Regions from separate parts of the Athene noctua genome. Here region 2 is linked to region 1. Evidence: chromatin contacts called from public Hi-C data. All regions are on one chromosome and are shown on one strand. The core of a region is the stretch at or near the end of the contact, and the rest is flanking DNA. Distances in the headings are between cores, read along the strand shown.

The links. Hi-C and Micro-C count contacts between places; a contact is called where the count stands out from the background.
Region 2: a Hi-C map of heart shows a contact between it and region 1, with 3 times the contacts expected there. The contact joins the promoter of UBE2T here to the promoter of MYBPH in region 1. A contact is called at or near these places in 2 of 2 Hi-C or Micro-C datasets (heart and liver).

The regions. Positions count from the first base shown.
Region 1 is chr23:3,021,107-3,027,873 of bAthNoc1.hap1.1, reverse strand. MYBPH (myosin binding protein H) reads left to right here and starts at 3,158. Exons shown (of 12, transcript XM_074925617.1): 1 at 3,158-3,354. It overlaps DENND2D (DENN domain containing 2D), which reads right to left and starts at 994. Exons shown (of 13, transcript XM_074925618.1): 1 at 867-994. The coding sequence starts at 921.
Region 2 is chr23:3,161,623-3,168,389 of bAthNoc1.hap1.1, reverse strand. It overlaps UBE2T (ubiquitin conjugating enzyme E2 T), which reads right to left and starts at 3,046. Exons shown (of 7, transcript XM_074925749.1): 1 at 2,962-3,046; 2 at 1,932-2,050; 3 at 1,533-1,602; 4 at 899-1,004; 5 at 322-420. The coding sequence starts at 2,040.

The DNA of each region.
Region 1 (6,767 bases), core at 1,909-4,408:
TGGGCAGCCTGTTCCTCTCTGACCACTCTTGCTGGGAAACATTTTTTTCCTCATGCCCAGCCTGACCCTCCCCTGTGGCAGTTTCCAGCCGTTCCCTCTTGTCCTGTCCCTGATCCCCTGGGAGCAGAGCCCAGCCCCAGCCTCTCTGCAATGTCCTGTCAGGAGCTGCAGAGAGGGATGAGGGCTCCCCTCAGCCTCCTCCTCCTTGAGATATGGCAGGCCAGAAAACCCCAACGATCCATCCTGTGTCTTGGAAAAGCTCACAAATCCCAAAGGACGCATTTCTGCACCGTTCCTCTAAAGGTTCCACGACACTGACCTGCCCCGGGGCACCGTCCCCGCGGATCCCCCGGTGCCACGCTCCGGCCTGCCCGGCCGCCTGGGAAAGCTTTGGGGGATGCGGTAAGAGGGAGGTTGTGGGGCTGCCCCCGTGACGGGGTGAACCCCCGGGGGATGGAGGAGGCTCATTTAGGACGGGGTAGGCTCCCGGGGATGGGGTGCAGCTCCCGGGATGGGGGTGCAGCTCCCGGGGGCGGGGGGAAGCGCCTGGGGATGGAGCAAGCCCTGGGAGATGGGGTCAGCCCCGGGGGCAGGCGGCCCGGGTGGGCTCCGTAGGGCGAGCGCCTAGGGGCAGGGCTGGAGGGCACCGAGCCGGTGCCGGTGCCGCTCCCCGCAACCGGCGGTGCCACCCGGCGCGGCCGCGCTGCGCTGCCCGGGAAAGTCCCCGCTCCGCCGGCAGCCGCGGCCCCGGGCTGGCACCGGCCCCGGTCCCGGCAGCGATACCGGTACCAACACCGGCACCGGCACTTCCCCCGGAGCCCGGCGCGGGGCTGTGTCCCCCCCCGGTGTCCCCTCCCGCCCCTCACCTCTGCGGCCGGAGCGCCGCAGGCTCCGTCGGAAGAAGTTGCCGATGGAAGCCATGGTGGCCCCGGCGCGGCCCCGGTGCGGCGCGGCCCGGCGGGGAGGGTTCGGCTTCCGCCCGCCCCGCTTCAGCTTTCCCGGGGGAGGAGGGACGGGACGGGACGGGGCGGAGAGGAGAGGAGGAGCGGCCCGGGGGGGGGGACGGGCCGCACCTGGAACCGGCCGGGGCACGGGGAGCCCCCCCCACCCCCGGGAGCGGCTCCCGGGGAGAACCGGGCGTGGGGGTCCCGGGAACATCGGGAAGGGGGGAGCCGGGAGCACCTGGCTGCGGAAGAGCCGGGAGCGCCGGCACCGAGCGCACTCGGGACACCGGGAATAGGGGAGTCGGGAGAACCCCTGGGTACGAGGATGCCGGAAGGAACCGGGCACGGGGGATCCGGGAAAACCGGGCACGGGGATCCGGGAAGAACCTGGATACGGGGCTACCAGAGGCACCGGGCACGGGAGATCCGGGAAGAAGCTGGATACGGGGGTCCCGGGGGCACCGGGCGCTGGGGAGCTGAGCACCCTGCACACGGGGCTGGGCATCCCGGTGGGGATCCGGGCACAGCCCGCGTAGGGGCACAGGGCACGGCTGGGCACAGGAATCGGGGCAGGGACCCCGGGGACAAGGGGTGGCTTTGCCCCAACCTCCAGCACCCTGCTCTGGCCTCCCTGCCTCCCCCAAACCCTTTTCTCCCCAGGAACCTGCTTGTCCCAGGGACGGAGCCCACAGTGGGGCCGGGGGGTGATGCTGAAGCGTCCCCTCCAGGGCACGAAGGTTTTGGGTTTTCCCACTCGCGATGGGGAGTCAGCTGAGCCGCCCTGACAATGCCACCGTGCCATCGGTCGTGAGCTTGTCCTGGCTCCTCTTGGAAGCACCAGCCAGGTTGTGCTTTCCCCTAGCTGGCGTTTCTCCATCGGGCAGAGGTTTATCCCCGTCTCTGACTGACTCAGAGGCACCTCAGCGGGTCTTGAGGCCCGCTGCCATCCAGCTTCGTTACAGCAAGGCAGAGCAGTTCGTCAGCGCATGCAGCTGGGACACTGCTCGGCTTTGCTGGGTGGTTTTACCTCTCCAGACCCACCAGCAAGGAAGGTCTCTTTAAAACCAGTGGTATGTTTTTAAAAAAAAAAATCCCCTTTTCCCATCCTTAAGCTGTCCACCCCCAGTGTTTCCTGTGCCATTTTACAGCGGTGCAGCAGTTAAACACACAGAAGGGGCTTTGGACACGGCTATGGATTATGAGGACTTCAGGTGTGACAAGCTGTGCACAGTTCTCAGCCCTAATGCCAGAGCATGGCTGTTTGCAGATGTAGACCAGATTTCCTACACCAAATATCCTCCTTCCATATTTTGCAACACCTCCCATCCCCTTCCCTTCCCTGAATGCGAGCTGGAGCTTGAGGGTGGGTTTTGCAGCCAGGAGAAATGGCCTTTGCCAGCTTGCAGAGGTGGTGGATGCTTTTGAAACACATCCCTGATGAGGTGTGTGCCTCTGACCCGGCTGGGATGCTGCTGACTCGTTGGGGTTATCAGGGAATTGCTGGTCCTGGGGGTTGTTTCTGGCTGATCTTGAGTGGGTGGAACTTCTGTTTCCTGGAGGAGAGGGCAGAGTGTTTGTTTGCACACAGGGCTTGTTCCCAGGAGAAATTTCCTCTTGGCACAAAAGGAAAATGTTAGGGGTTTTCCCCCTTGATTTTGGAGGAAAATCCCGGCTTTCCTGGAAACTGGAGCAACTTGGGAAAACAGCTTCTGCCTTCAGCCAAAAGAAATCCCCAAATTCTTTTTTTTTTTTTTTTTTTTTTTTTTTTTCCCATATACACAAATCTTTCCTGCTTTCTCCCTTTAAGGCAAGACTCTGGCTATGATCCTGCCTCGATAACGCCTTGCCTCCGCTCAGATGGCTTCTGTGCGGGGAAGAAAAGAGCCATGTTCGCAGCCACAAAACCTCCCCGCTCCCAAGGAAACACTGTCCCTTTGTGCCTGTCACACAATCCAGCAAACCTTGCGCTGCTGAAAGAGGTTGAACTTTTGAATATTCCTACTGAAAGCTCCTTTCTGCGGGAAGCCAGCCGCCCACCGGGACAACAAACGGGCACATTGTGGGATCCTCGGGGCTGCTGGCCACCGCGGATGCAACACTTGCCATCGCTCTGCTCTGTCGCCATTGCCAAAGTCGTTTCGCTTCCCTGAGCAAATCCTGGGGAGTTTTGTTTGTTTTTTTCCCCTCCTTGCAGCCCCAGTGCTGATGAATACACGCTGGAATTTGGCTTTCTGCAGGCGTGGTGTGTTCAGACTGCAAATATCCCGCGTCCGGGGACATCATTGTCAGCTCCCTGTGGGGCTGCATCGCACTGGGTGTCTTCACCGCTGGGACCCTGCTTGCACCGCAGCTCCTCAGCCTCCTCCTCCTCTCGAGGAAGGCTCAGCTTGCTGCCCCTTGCCTCATCCAGGTGCCTCCCCTTGCTGGGTTTCGGGAGGGCGTTGGGGTGCTGGAGGAGCTCGAGTGTGCGGCGTGGGAACAGTTTTTATTTTGCCCATCACAGCCAGGCTGGGGTTGGGAGTTGGCGATGGGGGCTCTGGTTTGCTCGCAGTGTCCCTGGCAGGGGGGTCCCCGAGAGCAGCCCAAGGCTGCTGGTGGTGGTGGGTGCTGCCCCTGCCAGGGCTGGGGACCCCAAGACCCTTGTTTCCAGCCTTTCCCATGGGAGGGAGTTTCTCCCACTGGATGGCAGCATCAGAGCAAAGAAACATCTCTGGGAGACCTTGTGAGAGAGGAGACCTTCCTCCCGAGAGACTTTTCTCTGTGGTTATCACTCTCTGGGGCGGTTTGTGCTTGGGCTGAGGATGTGCAGGTTCAGCTCACTTGTGCTTGCACTATTCCTGCCACTGATGTTTTGCTTGATGCCCTGTTTGGTGTTTGGTGATCACCCCCAGCTCCCCAAAACAGGGTGCCATGTAGCACCCTCTGACTGCTCCTCTTCCCCCTGATGCTTGTGGGTGCAGGGGGACCTGACAGGACAGGGGGACTGAAAGCCAGCTGGGACACTCTAGCCCACAACCACGAGCAAAGCAGTCCCAAACTGAGCAAGGAGAAGAGATGTCAGCACTCACAGGGCATCAAAATCATGGCTTCTAAGCAGGGTGCATCCATTATCCCCTCAAGCCCTCCCTGCTCCCATTGCTGGCGTGCAGAGACCCCAAATCCAAGTCACAGACCCCAAAGGTTGCACATTTTTGCATGAAAAAAACTCTAGGGACCATTTCTTGCATGGTGGTTGCAGAGGGGACTACAGAACTCCTAGGGATCCTAGAACAAAGCTAATCTGGTCACTTTTCCTTCCACCTAATGGTTTTCATCCCAAGCTTTTCAACCCACCTTTAGGATTTTTTGGTGGTGGTGTTTGGCAGACGGGCTTGGGCAGTGCTGGGTGGGCAGGCAGGATTGGTGCTGGGTTGCAGACCCCTTGCACATATTGTGCAGGGAAACTGCTCCTTTCCAAGGCTGTTTAATGGTCAGGAGGTGCAAAGATGTCTCGGTTTACAGGCTCCCGGCCGGGCTGGCATCGCTGTTTGCAAGCTGTCATCCATAGATGGAAAGGGTCGAGCGCAGAGCCCAGCCTCAGGTGTAGCACAGGATCTTCCCCAGTGCTTCCCGTACTGAGCCAGTGACTTGTCCTGGGTTAAAATACCAGCTCAGGGCCATTTTGGCCTTGGGAGTGTTTCAGGGGTTAATCTCCTGCAGCGTGCAAAGCCTATGGCTGATTTTCAATCAGGATGCACCTGGTTTTGGCTCCCAGGTACTTGCTGCCCCTTTTCCTGCTCAATTCAAAGGGCTTCTCCCTCCTCTTTGTCCCACAGGCAGGGCAGAATTAGCCCTCAGCTGGGCTTGGAAAACTTGTGGCATGTTTGGACGCAGGTTGGTGGTACCTGGGTGCAACCTCCTGGGTGGCTTTTGCAAAGTCCTGGGCATCCCCACCCTGAAGCAATGTGGTTCAGTGAACTGCCAGTGCCAGGGGTGCTGGGGCCACTGGAGACTCGGGGCTGGGGTGATGGTGCTGGGGGTCATGATGGCTTGTCCTAGGGAGCACAGGATGATGCTGGAGAGTGCTGAGGCAGCTGGTGGGGAGCTGGCTTTGCTACTTGATTAAAAAAAGGAGGAAAATGGGGATTTTCCAAGACGGGCTGAGCAGGCTGGGAAGGAGACAGCAAAGAAATCAGAGGGTCGGTCCTGCTCCTTGGGAGCATGGCGTGGGCACCCATGTGAGTGTGGGGGTCCCACAGCCCCACAGCCAGTGCTGACCCCAGACCTTGCTCTATCTTCTCCAAAGAACAAGAGGCACTTGCAGCTCAGAACAAACCCCAGGGGCTGGGGGGTACTGGGGTGGCAAGAGTCCCCCAGTTACACTGTCAGGGCTGCAAACCACGACCCCAAACTGAGCATGAACCCAAGGAGCTCTGTAAGATTTGCTAATCTCGAAATATTTTTGGCATTCAGAACCGTGATTTACTGCATGTTTTGCCACAGCAAGTACTTTCCGAAAGGCCATGCTAAGTTTACACCAGAGCTGACAGGATCAGATAACCCGTTGCTGGCTGCTCCCTCCATCCTCCCCCCGTCCCTCCTGGTTGCCATGCTGGGGTACAGAAGGACAGCAGCTTCTCCTGTGCCCCAGGGAAGAGGTGACCATGGTCATGATCAGCAGAAAAAAGGGACCAAGGGCATTTTTCCTCATCTAGGTGGTGGGGTGGGATGTGGGTTGTGGCCTGGCTTGCAGGAAGATGTGAACTTGTGGAGAGCCTTGACACTTTGCTTTGCAAGTCACATTGCCAGGGACAGAAAATAACCATCCGTGGTGCCCAGCCTGGCTGTGTCCACCTCCCCAAGGGCTTTGCAGGTTGTAAAATTAAATCAGCTTCTCAGCTTCAGTGGCACCCAGGGCTGGGAAAGAGCTTTGCATGTCACTTTGCGTTCCTGCAGTGTTTTAGAACCCCATGGGATCCCCGAGGGCTTTACAGGTGCCGGGCAGGAATGACGCCTCTCGTCACTGTCACCCAGTAGGATCCCAGGGCATTTCCAGCCTGTGGGAAGTTTGGACTCTCTCCGCATGTTGGCTGCGTTGTGGAGCAGGCGGTGGGACCCTCCATCCAGCTTTCTGTTTGCCGGGGAATTCCTCTTCCTTCCCAAGGGCCAGCACTTGGGAGGCATAAGACCCTCCCATCTCTCTCCCTTGTCCCCAGATCCCTTGGGATCTCTGCCACTTCCTAACCCCCAGGAGATGGGAATGAGTCCATCACATGGCGTTCATGACAAAAGCCACCACCAGCCTCAGCCCTGACCCTGACTGGCCCTTGGTCATGGCAGGCTGGCGGCCTTCCCCTGCAAAAATACGAGTGTCCTTCCTGCGTTGACGTGGACATGGGCAAGGAGGAGGAGGATGGAGCATCCTCTTCCATGGCTGTTCCCTTGCAGGTTATTGGGTCAACAGATCAAAACCCATTTGCTCTCTGAGAGATGGCCCAGCTGTTCTGGAGGTGTTTTGGGGTGACGTTTCTTCCAGGGAAAGCACAGGGCTGTCCCACCACCCTGCATGGGGACAGCAGCCATGGGGCAGGGCAGGGACAAGCACCTGGGTGCCCCAACCATGGCAACAGGCACCCTGCGGCAGGTCGAGCCCGTGCATCCAAAGCAGGGCTGAGTCAAATCTGGCTGTGGGGACACTAAGGACCAGGCATAAAGGTAACAGCATCTTCCCAAAGCCTGGCGCAATCTCTGGAGGCTTTCGGATGGGCCCAGGGTGAGGACAGCCGGATTAAATGTCCCCATGATGCTCCCTGGTGGCAGCAGGGAAGGGTGCAGCTGGGCCAC
Region 2 (6,767 bases), core at 1,797-4,296, 140 kb before region 1:
GCTGGCATAAACCCTGTACCACACCGGCCAGCTGCTTTGGGGAAAGGCAGTCATGGCCCCAGGCCTGATCCAGATTAAGCTACACTGCTACGTAATGTGCTAGTGTGTTAATCCAGAGCACGTGAATCCCAGAATCATCTCAGTTGGAAAAGACCTTGAGGATCATCCAGTCCAACCATGAACCTCACCCTGACTGTTCTCAGCTGCACCAGATCCCTCAGCGCTAGGTCAGCCTGAAGTGGAAGCACAGGCTCAGCCTAGCACACCATTCCTTCCCAGTCTGTGCCCACGGCCACGAGAGAGGAAGAGGAGCTCACGTACTATGTCTGCCATGAGAGGGTCATCAGGGTTGGGCTCAGCCATCAGCAGCTGGATGGAGGTCAGCAGCGTGGAGATGTTCAGGGAAGGTCTCCACGCGCCCTTCAGGGAAACAGGGCGAGAGAAGCCGTGAAGCACAAAGAAACCTGCCTAGAGAAACCTCAGGACTCCCAGCATTTAAACCCAACCTGCCCACCAGCTGCCTCAGGACTTACAGCACTTAAACCCCCCCAAGAACACCAGATCTGTTCTCCCCCCACAGGCTGCGGCCTCCCGAGGGGCCCTGACTGACACCACAGGCTGTATCCTGCTCATCTCAGTCCCGGGGCAGCCTGATTCCAGAGGCCACCTAATGCCTTTCGACTCCAGTCCTTAAAACCTTGGAAACTTGTATGGAACAAAGCAGGTCATGTTCTAGTCTCTAAACAAAGGAGATGCCGCTCAAAAACTTTACTCCAGTGCTCCCATGTAAATAAGTCAGTAGCAATGAGACATTCAATAAGGCTTTTACAAGAAAAAGATAAGGAGTTCATTAATCCCTTCGGGCTCGCTTACCCGTGCCCAAGTAGCACTATCTTACCTTCGGTGGTAATTTAAGAACATCCAGGCAAATCCTTCCAGCAGAGTCAATGTTGGGATGATAGATGGGGGTCAGAAAGCGAATCTTCGGGGGCTCAAATGGGTACCTGTAAGGGATAAGCGTTAAGAAACAAAAAAATTATATTTATATTTGTACGCCAGTTGCTTCATCATTCAAGCAATGCCATCATTTCCTCCTTCTGACCATTTAGTGACAGCCTTCCCCACAAATTTTTTGAGGGGGAAATGCTCTGCCTTTGATGCTTTCTGCTGTGTCTGACTAGCACTTTCCTCAGCAGCTTTCCACAAAGAGCAAACGTGATAGTGAGCTTCCTACTCACGAACAACCTCCTTTCCAAAAAGCTTTGAGGCAACACAATAAAGCAGAGATCTTGTCTTCATGCTTTTAGGCTGTTAATCACACATCTTAGGATGCCCAATGTAAAATAAGTATCATCCAAGGGAAATAGCAATGACACTCCATAAATGAAGAGTCTCACCTAATCCACCACATTCTTTGCTGGGAGGCTAAAGACCAAAATAGCAGCGCTTATATCAAACATGTCACATCAATTAAGTTATATTTGAAGGAAGCACTACACCAGCTACTTATCCAGATGTTGTTGCCCACTTACCTTTCAGGAACAACTATTTCCAGGTTGAATATTCCCTTCTCATATGGTGTGTCTGCACCTCCTAAAATCTCTTTAAAAACAAGATTAAAAGCGCTACATTCAAAAGCACTTGAATTTGCCCAACAGTCTCCAAATACCTCCCACAGTTACAGAACTCTAACACTGCTCAGATCCAGGAATGGAAAAATGTCACCTGAGACCAGCTGCACCCCACAGCAAACAAAACCGTGGGCCAACCGACCAAGCCATAGGCCAAGCTACGTTTAAAGAAAAACAAGAAAAAAACCCCAAGCGTTTTCCTAAAATTCCACGCAACTCAGAAAGTACACATCACCCAGCGAATCCAGGCCTAGCAGCAAACTCTCACCTATAGGAAAGTCCCACCAGAGAAGTACATACGTGCTCGTAGGTCATCGAGCTGGTTTCCAGTTTGCCAGCAGGTGATGCCTGGGGGTGGCTCCGTAGTCAAGAGGGAGAGCTCCCTCTTCAGTCGTGAGGCTCTTTGCATCGTGCTGAAACTAAGAGACTGGATTTTATTGCGGGCAAAAATAGCTTTTCAAAAATAGCACTTAATACTGAGACTTTTTCTCAGCTAAGCAGAATTAACCTGGGTTTCAAGTTGCCACCCTGATGCACCAACAGGGGTCTCCGGAACCTGTTCCTGGAGCTGCTCTCGCATCCAGCTGGAGGGGGAGAACCAAATCCTCACCCTTTATAACCAGTCCTACTCCTCAGCTGAGCCTAATAAAGCCTCCCAGTCCACTGGGACTGGGCTCCACAGCCCTAACGGGACCATAACACCTGCCCTGGGACGACCCTTGTCCCTTCAGGGTGAGCTGCTGACCCGTCACAGGCAGGGCGCCCACTGGCCTGCTGCGGCCACCTGCCCCCAGAGGTGCCTGAGACTGGGATACCCACCAGTGCCCCCTTCCTCCACCCCCCCCAGCAGACAGGGACCCCAAAGGCACCCCTCTCCCTTCCCCAAAGCTGCCTAGTGGGACTCTCCCTACTGCAGGAATACCCCTGGCACCCCCAAGGCAGGGGCCTCCCCCCCAGCGCTCCACCCTCATGGACACGGAACCCTGAGCTGACAGCCCCACCTCCCACGGACGGGGACACCCCCGCCGCACCCCAGGGGGGCAGCGGGCACCCGGCTCACACAACCCACCCCTACGGAGGGGAAACCCCTCCATAGCTTAACGACCCCCCCAAGGCCTTACCCCCCCTCCCCCCGGCACAATTAACCCCGCACAGGCCCTGCCACACCACCCCCGCCAGGAACAACCCAGCCCCGCCTCAGCCCAGCGGCTCCCCCCACCCCGGCTCCCCCCACGGAGGAATTCCACCCCCATCCCCAGACAGGACCCGCCGCCCCCCACTGCCCCCTCACACGGACAAAGGCTGCGCGCCGCCCCCCGCCGGGGCCTACCTGCCCCCGCACAGGGACGGGAACAGCCTCCCCGTCACCTCGCTGCTCCCCGCGGCCTAACGCCCCCCGGGCAGCCGCTCCCCGGTTTAACGGCCCCCCCGCCCCGCCCCTCACGCACCGGCGGCGGCGCGGCGCGGGCAGCGCGAGGGGAGGCGGGACTTCCGCCCCCCCGGCGCCTAGCAACGAGGGGGACGCCTCGCGGACAGCCCCGCCCTCCGGCCCGCCACGCCGGCGCTGATTGGGCAACGCCCAGCCCCGGCCTCCTCGGCGGCGGTTTGAATTCGAAGCGGAGGGGCGCTGCCATTGGGGGAGCCCTGTGGGCGGGAGAGCAAGCCCCGCCCCCTGAACAAAACCGAGCTGTGTGGGCGTGGCCTGCACTGTCGGGGCCGAGCCGCCGGCTCTGGGGGGGCGGGATGGGGCGGGATGGGGCGGGGCTGGGGGCGGGCTGGGGCGGGCTGGGGCGGGGATGGGGCGGGGATGGGGCGGGATGGGGCGGGGCTGGGGGCGGGCTGGGGCGGGGCTGGGGCGGGGCTGGGGCGGGGCTGGGGGCGGGATGGGGCGGGGCTGAGGCCACCCCGCCTCCCCCGGCCCCAAACCGCCTTAAACCTCCGCGGGCAGGGCCCGGGGATGTCCCGTGTCCCCCCGCCGAACGGCCCGGCCCCCCCCGGCCGCTGCTGTGTAACGAGGCACCGCGGGGCGAGGGGCCGGGCTGCGGGCGAGGGGCCGCGGGGAGGGGGTAGAGGCGGGGTTGGCCCGGGGGCCGCCGCCTCCGCTCCCGTCCTCGGCCCTTCCCCGCTCGGGTGAGCGTCCGCCGGCACGGACAGGGGTCCCCGGGCCCCTGAGCTGCTGCGGGAGCCGCGGGCAGAGGGGAAAGAGCCGGCCAAGGCCCTGTACAGGGGTGGTGTGACTTAAAATGCCATTTCCCTCTCTTATCAATGGCATTGTACAGCACTTACCCGCCGCCGAAGCTCTTAGAAGAGAAATAACACACAGGTGGGTGACGGATCAACAGCAGCCTCAGGTCTGGCTCTGTGTGGAGACTGGGAATATGTAACCGAATCAATACAAAAAAATGGGGATTCTTCTTAAATCCCAGTTCAGGAATTGTCCTCAAGCCTGTCAAATCAGAATACCGTTAAACAACTTCACAGTGACAATTATTCCACTTCAAAAGCCCAACTCACACTTTCAGAGGCTGCTTTTCCCAGCTGGCTGACATACGTATTTAAAGGTTTTACTATTGCTTCCTCAGTGGACTGGCTCATAGCCAAAGAGAACATCTGTGGTTTGACAACTGGACAGTTGAGAGTGCTCGCTGAGGAAATTAAACTGTTAAAAGTTTTCCTTCGCAGCTCCTGGGCCTCAGTCCGTGCATGGCCCATCTGCCTCTGCTCGGACGAGAGGGCAGTGAGCTGCCTGCGATCCTCCTCCTCTCAGGAATTACAGAAACCTCCAGTCAGTCAAACCACCTTTGATACAGAATCCACCTTGATGTGCAAATTTATGGCATTTAGAAGGGATTAAACCTGGGCAACTAATTTCCCAGTGTGTGGAACAGCAGCAGCACAGCTGGATTCGGCTGGCGATGCTCTGACGTCCGCTGCATCCCCCCAGCAGGTCTCTGCTTGCAGAGAGAAATGCTGTTCAGCGGGAGAGCCGTGGGCAGTGACTGTGTGGTGTCCTCTTTTCAGGGTGACACATTGTAAAGACCCTGGAGTGTCAGCCAGGTAACCCTCAAGTTGTCTGATTTGGGGGTTTCCCTGCTTTCTGTCAGGGTGTAACCTCTCCAAGAGTGTGGATCGGATGTATCAGCTGTGAGGTCAGGAGCATCAGCGATAGTGTGGCCAGCAGGGACAGAGAAGGGATCTGAGCCCTGTGCTGGGCACTGGTGAGGCCGCCCCTCGATGAGTGGGTTCAGTTTTGGGTCCCTCACCCCAAAAAGGCCATTGAATGACTCGAGCGTGGCCAGAGAAGGGCAACGGAGCTGGGGCAGGGTCTGGAGCACAGGTCTGCTGGGGAGCGGCTGGGGGAACTGGGGAGGTTCAGTCTGGAGAAGAGGAGGCTGAGGGGAGACCTCCTGGCCCTCTGCAACTCCCTGCCAGGAGGGGGCAGAGAGGGGGGATGAGTCTCTGGAGCCAAGGAGCCAGCGCCAGGCCCCGAGGGAATGGCCTCAAGCTGCCCAGGGCAGGGTCAGGCTGGCTCTGAGGAAGGATTTCTGTGCAGAAGGGGCTGTTGGGCGTTGGAATGGGCTGCCCAGGGCAGGGGGGGAGTCCCCGGGATCCCTGGAGGGGTTGAAGAGTCGGGCTGAGCCAGCGCTGAGGGATCTGGGGGAGTTGGGAACGGTCAGGGGGAGGGTCATGGTGGCACTGGAGGAGCTTCAAGGGCTTTTCCAGACCGGAGGATTCTGGGATTCTCTTTATTTTCTGCCTGCACTGGATGATTTTTGATGAACAGATGTAATCCAGACATGGCAGGGAGTCTGCCCGGCCTTGCTGGGCGAATGGCCTTAAGTCACCAGTTCATGGAGATTTAGAAGAGTAACAGTGGATAAATCCTAACACAAAATTGACCGACAGACAGCACCTGCTCTGCCCTCCCCATCACCCCAGGGGATCTCCCCCTTCCTCCTGACGGGGCAGGAGTGTCCGAGGGTGCAGCCCCTTGGTGCTGAGCCACCTCCTTCTCTCCGACACCACTCACAGTGCTGCCAGGCCCGCATCAGCACTCCCCCCGACGTTTCTTGTCACCCAGATGTCAGTCCCAGATCTCCACCCGGTCCTGACACCTCTTTGGCTCTTGACTTGCTCCCTTCCCAGCATGCCCCAGCCCCTTTTCTGGAGTCCTGCTCTCCACCAGCTCTGATTTCCCCAGTCCCCTGTTCTAGGATCCCCAGAGCTGCTCCTAACCTCGGCCCCGCAGCCCACCCAGGCTCCTTCTAGCCCTGGCCATGTGCCCCCTGCCCTTTGCCCAGTCCCTCCCCGTCCCTGCCCTGGTGTGGCCCCACTGTCCCTGCAGAAGATGCCACCACTGGAAGGGATGGGAATGTCCCTTCCGGACCCCACTGGGCCCCCTCACCCCAGGGCACCCTGGGCTTGGGGTCATCCCATGGGCTGTTTGGGGCTGGGAGGCTCCAGGTTTGGGGTGGCCCCATGGGCTGTGTGGGACCCCAACTTTGGTGTTGCCCCATAGGCTGTATGGGGCACTGGGCTCAGGGGGGCCCCATAGGCTATGTGGGGGTGCAGGGTCCTGGGTGTGGGACGGCCCCAAAGGCTGTGGGGGGCCTTGGAGCCCCAGCCCTGGGGCAGCCCCTCGGTGAGGCCAGCTGGTGCGGGCTGGTCCTACGCTCCTCCCATGGGATGCAGGGGACTCTTCTAGCACCCTCTGCATGGTTTGCTACCCAAAAGTGCCAGCTGGGTGCTCCCTCGAGCAGCAGGAGAGTTGCCTCGTTTTTCCTGTTCTCCCAGGACGTGTGGGCAGGGTGGTGCTCCAGCCGAGGTGCAGAGCAGACACCCCACAAAGCCCAGCCCCCCGTGTTTGGCTATGCCCAGCGCTGCCCAGCACCCGCCAGGTTGCAGGGTTTGCTTGTTGGGGGGTTACCTGGGAGCACAGCTGGGTTTATCTCGGTGATGCTGATGAGTGGTTTTGGGAACAGAGCAAGTCAGATCATCTTTTATGATTAAGCTGTTGATTGTGGGTTGCGTGAGTGGGGACAAGGGGACAAGTCACCTACTGCAGCCATTCGTGAGGGTGTGAGGGGAGCAGCTTGGCTGAAAGAGCTGAACTGCATCAGAGGTTATTGGTTGGTT